Regions from separate parts of the Mus musculus genome. Here region 1 is linked to region 2. Evidence: chromatin contacts called from public ChIA-PET data. All regions are on one chromosome and are shown on one strand. Each heading gives the region's core, a stretch centred on a gene start, on an enhancer-like site or on the middle of the called end of the contact. The rest is flanking DNA. Distances are from core to core; before and after follow the strand shown. Region 1 holds the start of Metrnl (meteorin, glial cell differentiation regulator-like). Region 2 overlaps Tbcd (tubulin-specific chaperone d).

Region 1 (2,996 bases), core at 87-2,586, 140 kb before region 2:
ATAATCATTGATGCCCTGCTTACGCAGATCCGGGCACTGCCCAACATCCACCTTTCTCAGAAAACCCTCTTGACCAAAATCACCCACCGCACGCATTGCCCCATGAGCCCCCTTCACTGGAGTCTGTGCTTCAGACGAGATCGTGTACCTCCCCAGGCCTGCGCAAGCGCCCTGCCCCTGGGATGAGCTACATCAGACCCCCACCGCCGTCCCAGCCCACGTTTTCAGGAGACCCGCATCAGCGCAGCGCGCTATGCAAACCGCTGAATTGGCAACTTGCAGCTGTAAAAAACTGGCTCTGCAAAGAGAGGGGGCCGGCCGCTGTGCCTGGCGCGTTCTCAGTGTCCAAAGTAGCTACGACTCCTCAGGCACCCCGCCCGCGCACACTTGTGACTTGTGCTTCTTTCCATACGTCACACTTCAGTTAAAACAACAGCAAAAAGTCCTCCGCTGTCACTGCTGATGGGGACGAGAGAGAAGTGTCACAGGAACCCTGTGCCCTGCTGCCAAGGGCGGCTTGACCTTCACCAAGCGGGCTCAGGGCTCTACCCTACTGCATTTGGCCGCAGACAGGTGTCGACCCCATCTCTTTGCCCCAAAGATACGGTCTGCAGCCGATACGGGTCTCGTTTGGACCCCACGCTCTCCACGCCACAGCTGTCCCTCTAGATGAGCACAATCCCAACCCTTTCCCAAGAATCAGAAATCCCAACCGTTGGGAGGACCAAACATGCAGCCTATGGAGCCCAGGAAACCCACTAGGGCAGTATTACGCGCGCGGAGAGTGGGCGTCTTCCGAGCTGGGACCCAGATGCCACCAACTCTTTTGTTCTGAAACCAGAGCTAGGGCGGGGGTCACCGGACTTGGCCAGCATAGCTGTCCCTACCCCGCAAGCTCTGCCACTCGCTGCCGAGGGCTCCGGTCCAGGTCCAGGGAGTCCACGCTGGAATCACCCGCAAGACTCACCTCCCCTTCCAGCTGCACAGGTCGCTGGAGTACTGAGCGCTCGCGCCGCCCAGCAGCAGTAGTAGCAGCAACAGCAGCGGTGGCGGCGGGGGCGGACCCGGCCCAGGGCCCGGGGACCGAGGCCACTGCTGCCCCGCGCGCCTCCGGGCCGCCCACACCGCACCCCGCATGCTCCGGCCGGGTCTGCGTCCGGTGCGTGCCTGCACCCACAGAATAGGCTCTTGAGGCAGAGCGATGGGAGGCGTGGGTCCGCGTGCGAACTGATCACGTCGCGCGTCTATAGCCCATCCCGGCTCGCCCCTAGCCGCCCACCACAGGAGCCGCCCAAGCTGCAACTAGAGAAGCGCGCCGGCTGCCCCTAGAACCTCTGAGCTGGCAAGTTCCCGGACCGTGGTCTGGCTCAGCTGGGGGGCGGAACCGTGAAGCCACCCCGCCCTCGGCCGAGCTCCGCCCCCGCCTGGCCTTCGGCCCGGGCCAGCAGTTCCGCCCCGTGCGCCAGCTCACAGATCTGTGTCCTGCCAGCTCTAGCCTGGAACGCCCTGGTGTCACGCCGCAGATACTCAGTGGGCAGCATCTCGCCGCACAGGACAAGGGAAAGTGCAGCTCGGAGTGGGACAAACGACTTTGCAAAGAACGGGAACAAGGTCAGGGAGGAGGGCTGGGGCTGGGACGAAGAAGCTGTAGGGATGGGGATGGAAGAGTTTGGGCCTGGGGGAACTGCACTATTATGCACGAAGTGAAGAAATCTGAGCTCCTTCCAGCAGCTAGACACCATCTTTTAGACAGCCTGAGTGGCCTCCAGTGCACAAGGACTATTGTGATGCTCACAACTCAAGAGCGGTGGCTTCTTGGGGTTCCTGGCACCCTCTCTTTCTGTTCCCCAGCTCAAAATTTGCCTTGGGAGGGAGGAGAGAGAGAGAGAGAGAGAGAATATCAGAGAGAGACTGAGACTCTGCCATTAGTAAGCACTGGCAGCTTCTACGAGGTTATTCGAGACTCTGGAACATCCATCCCATAGAAAGGCCTCAGGTGTGCAATCAGTCCCCAGGCCACACTTTCAAGTGTCCTGTGGTCTCTTGTTTAATATTCACTTTGTCATCTTGAAGCTGAGGTTTTAGGCTGGATGCTTCTTTACAGTGAAACCTACCTTGGGCAGTGTGGAGCTTTATCGTCATTTCATCTTGGGACCCATTCTATACTTCAATAGTATCTCCCATCCCGAGTTTGACAGATCCAATTGTCTCCAAATATCCTTCCAACAGAAACAAAAAAATAACCATCTGAGAGCCCAGTCTGGCCATGAAGGGGCGTCGCATGGAGATCATGGTGATCCTAACATCTAGTGGGGGAGCTACACAGGAGCAGGGCAGAAATAGGGAGGTGGAGGGACACATTCTCTGGCCTGGAGCTTGATTTAAAAAACAAACAAACAAACAAACAAAACAGGGAGAAGGTGATGAGGCAATCTTTCTTCACTTCAAAGCCCCAAACAGTATCAAATGATGGACGAAACTGGCCTGGATAGGTCAGGAGGAAACAAGGGATTCCAGAGTACCCTCTATGCATGAGGAAAGGCCTAGAAATGCAGTTTATTTATTAGGTGGCAACCATACTGAGAGTAAGAGGGACAAATTTATGTCTTCAAGAGGAAGAGCCAGCACCACCTGTGGCTTTGAGGCCACTAAACAGCTGAGGAAAGGAGAAGGTCTGGGGATCTGGAAAAGACATCTGAAGTTTAAGAATCAGTGTAAAACAGTCGTACAGCTGAGCAGGTCTTTCTACTCAACTAAAACCCAGAACTGGAACCCTGCCTCGAATATAAAGTGATGTCACCTTGAAATTCAAGGCCCTGTTTGATGCTCCAGGGACATACCTGTGCATTGAGAGCTTGAAGGTCTACTCCACCAACGCCAAGGCCCTTAGAGTATACACCTTGTCCCTATCACTGCAGGGTTCCAGTGCACAGACATTATATGAGCCAGGTGATAACCCCAAGCAGGTGAGGAAAGGAACCTGCCAATTGCACACT
Region 2 (3,127 bases), core at 508-3,007:
GTAAATTCTGCGTGGTCTGCACAGCATGGCTGTCAGGAAATCTACCCCGAGGGTTTACAGTGGTCAAAAATGCTTTAAAATGCACTTGACATGTTTCTCCTAATTCAAGGCAAATAAACTACTTCACGAAGCATCATACCCTTTTCACATTGGTGTTAGAGTGTGAAACTGCTCCCTAGTATTTATGTTATACAGCAAAAATAATTGGATGTGATTTCTGAAAACAGCAGTTAAGGGTTAAATATTTATCCCTTGACTTGAATTTTCAAATATCTCTATCATACTCACCTGAGAAACAATCAGATAATTTCAACTTGGAACACATTTTATTGAAACAAACAAACAACAACAACAAAAATCAATCACAGTCACTTCAAATCCAAAATGTCATTTTGAAAGATCAATACATGTGTGACACCAGGTGGGAAAGCTGTCACACAGAAGGGCATGCATAGCTGTGCTTGTGGCTATTCCCTGTACAGTTCCAAGGCAGAAAAGCACCAACCAGGAGGACAAGGAGAAGATTAATGTCCAGAGAAGATGTGTGGCCCTAGCCCTGAAGCACAAGCAGGTGCCCATTTCTCCAGCGTGTACCGTGCAGGATGAACTTGGTATGAGAACGGTTTCAGAAGCTGTTCTCAGCTCAATTCCCTCTCTACAACATAAGTTATATACAGACCACAGGATAATGAAGGAAATATTGAAGGTGAATTTTGACACCCAAGTCAAAGAGACAGTTATATTACACACGTTAAAACTTACCTTATAATCAGGAAACAGTTAGATATGTTACCAACTGCAAAATAGTCTGCTGTAGTCAAAATATCAATTCCATGAGGGAAAGTACCCTAAAAAAGTAAAAATAGAGAAAAAACCTGAAAGGTGAGAAACGGCCTCTGAGGGGACAACGGGCAGGCGGCTGAGGCTGAGCCACAGGGCTCACGGGAAAGGACCACCTGGTATGTCACTGCTCATCCCACTGCCCTGCCTGCCCACCAGGGGCTGCACTCAGTGCAACTTCTTCTTCAAAACCGTTTCAACTCAAATGCTATAAAAGTGACACCAGATCTCAGCGGTGCTCAAGTGCTTACTCATGGTGCTTGGTCTCCCTCTGTGGTCACAAAGACAACAGCATAGCCCTCCAGAGCCTGCTGGAGCAGGAAGGCCAATGGAAGTTAGGCAAGCGCCTGCCTGGCTTTGAAACCTGGACCAGGACCCACACCTCACTAGCTGCCACAAGGATGGATGTGGCTGACAGAAACAACCAGGCTCAGGGCTAACAGCCAACCTCTAAGAGCATCACTAACAGCAAGCCATCAGTCCCCCAAAACCAGAGGCAGGTCCTCATCCTCACCTACCAAGAATACTCCTTGTGGAGCCCCTGCCCTAAAACTGTCACGTGATTGGTATGACCAAATATTATCATTTGTGGTGAAAAAAATATTACAATCTAGAAACCATATAAATAACTTTCTTGACAAATATAAGTATGTAGGAAGCTTTATAGCTATTGGCCCAGAGGTGGCTCCATCCCTGTAGGAGATAAGGCTCCCTATCTCTGCACAAAGCTGGCACAAGTCTAACAGGCAAAAGCCAAGAAAAGCACCAGGCACACACCACCAGCACCTACCTGCCACATCCCATACCTCACACAGGGATCGATCTACTCAAAGACAAGCTGTCTCCCCCTCAGCACAGGAGGAGAACAACCAACTGAGGTATCTTATGTACCAGAAAGCCGTCCAGGGGGTGAGCCGGAGGGGGATTGCTAGAGGCTGCTTGATCTGCACAGTGCACACTCTGGGTGCTCTAACCACTTCCTGTGTAAACCAACCTCACAGTTGGTGTGGGGAATGTAAATGAAATGTACTGTCTTTATCAGAATTGAAAGAAGACAGAAGTAGTTCCATGTTTAGAGAAATTGGTAAAGACACCACTAAGTTAGACTATCTCCAGATTAGTATAGTCTTTAAAAAAAGAGAGAGATTTATTTATTTATTCATTTATTATATGTAAGTACACTGTAGCTGTCTTCAGACACCCCAGAAGAGGTTGTCAGACCTCATTAAAGATGGTTGTGAGCCACCATGTGGTTGCTGGGATTTGAACTCAGGACCTTTTGAAGAGCAGTAAGTGATCTTAACCGCTGAGCCATCTCTCTAGCCCCCAGATTAGTATATTCTTAAAGTCAAGATACATGTTCAAGTTCTATTCTCCCTAGCAAAATGCTAGTCCGTTTTGAATTAGCCTGTTAAGTTTTATGAGTCCTAGTTCCAACCACTCAAACCACCCAGAGTAGGGCACAGAATCCCTCACCCTGGGGTTAAAAGCAGAGCAGGACCCCTACTGGGTGTGCTTGCTTGCTGGATTGAGTAGCTTCGCACTTTTCTGCATAAGTGAAACCTTTTGCTTTACAAAAATGCTTTGGATTGTATAGTTATTTATCAAGGAGACCCCAGACTCATTCTCTCATATATGAGAGAGAAGCCCACAGCCTAAGTAAAGTTACTATGACTGCAGCCGGATTCCCAAGAAGACCAAAGCACATGACTGGGCAAGCAAGTGCAAGCACAGGTTTGGCTGTGGCCGAGAAGGAAGGACAGGTCTGAACTGTGCTCAGCAGTACCCATATCACTCAACCAGAATAAGCAACAGCCTAAGGCTCGGCCTGGCCAGACAGCTGTCCTTCCTTCCCAGAAAGGGGACTAAGCACTCACACTCTAGCATTCTCACTTGAATACAGGGTCGTCTGGGGTCTGGGCAAACCACCAGCACACAGCTGTAACCCAGCAACACTCTAAGCAGCCACAGGATGATGCATCCTCATGCTGGTCCTAGACATGGCAACTACTCACTGGTTAATCATAACCTGCAAAGACTCCTAGGCGATAGCAAGGGAACCTAGCAGACATTCATACACACACATCCCTGCTATAGAGCATGCTCAACTAGCCACTCAGGGATCTTGGCCAGGATCTAATTAATGCTGGTGTCAAGACCTTCATCATAAGTAGACCAACCCAGTGGAGGAGTCCATTCCTCTGGGCAGGCCTACTACTTCCTGGACCACGCCCAGCATCCTCTACTATAGACACATCTATCTGTCCTCACAATATTCTTGACCCAA

The links. ChIA-PET counts read pairs in DNA pulled down with a chosen protein or histone mark.
Region 1: an RNA polymerase II ChIA-PET map of memory CD8 T cells shows a contact between it and region 2, with 55 read pairs. The contact joins the promoter of Metrnl here to the enhancer-like site in region 2. A contact is called at or near these places in 1 of 39 promoter capture datasets (hippocampal neurons), 2 of 484 Hi-C or Micro-C datasets (adipose-derived mesenchymal stem cells and nephron progenitors) and 4 of 115 datasets of contacts at active chromatin or transcription factors (CD8 T cells, forebrain, memory CD8 T cells and 1 more).

Annotation. Positions count from the first base shown.
Region 1 is chr11:121,700,767-121,703,762 of GRCm38.p6, reverse strand. Metrnl (meteorin, glial cell differentiation regulator-like) reads right to left here and starts at 1,336. Exons shown (of 4, transcript NM_144797.3): 1 at 968-1,336. The coding sequence starts at 1,137.
Region 2 is chr11:121,558,396-121,561,522 of GRCm38.p6, reverse strand. It overlaps Tbcd (tubulin-specific chaperone d), which reads right to left. Exons shown (of 39, transcript NM_029878.4): 17 at 763-848. Among named protein-coding and RNA genes, the nearest start is that of Zfp750, 41 kb to the right of the region's middle. Within about 2 kb of position 1,757, at least 84 of the 459 cell types and tissues checked have an H3K27ac peak or open chromatin away from gene starts, as enhancers often do. A contact at or near this core is called in CD8 T cells and memory CD8 T cells, where this site is marked.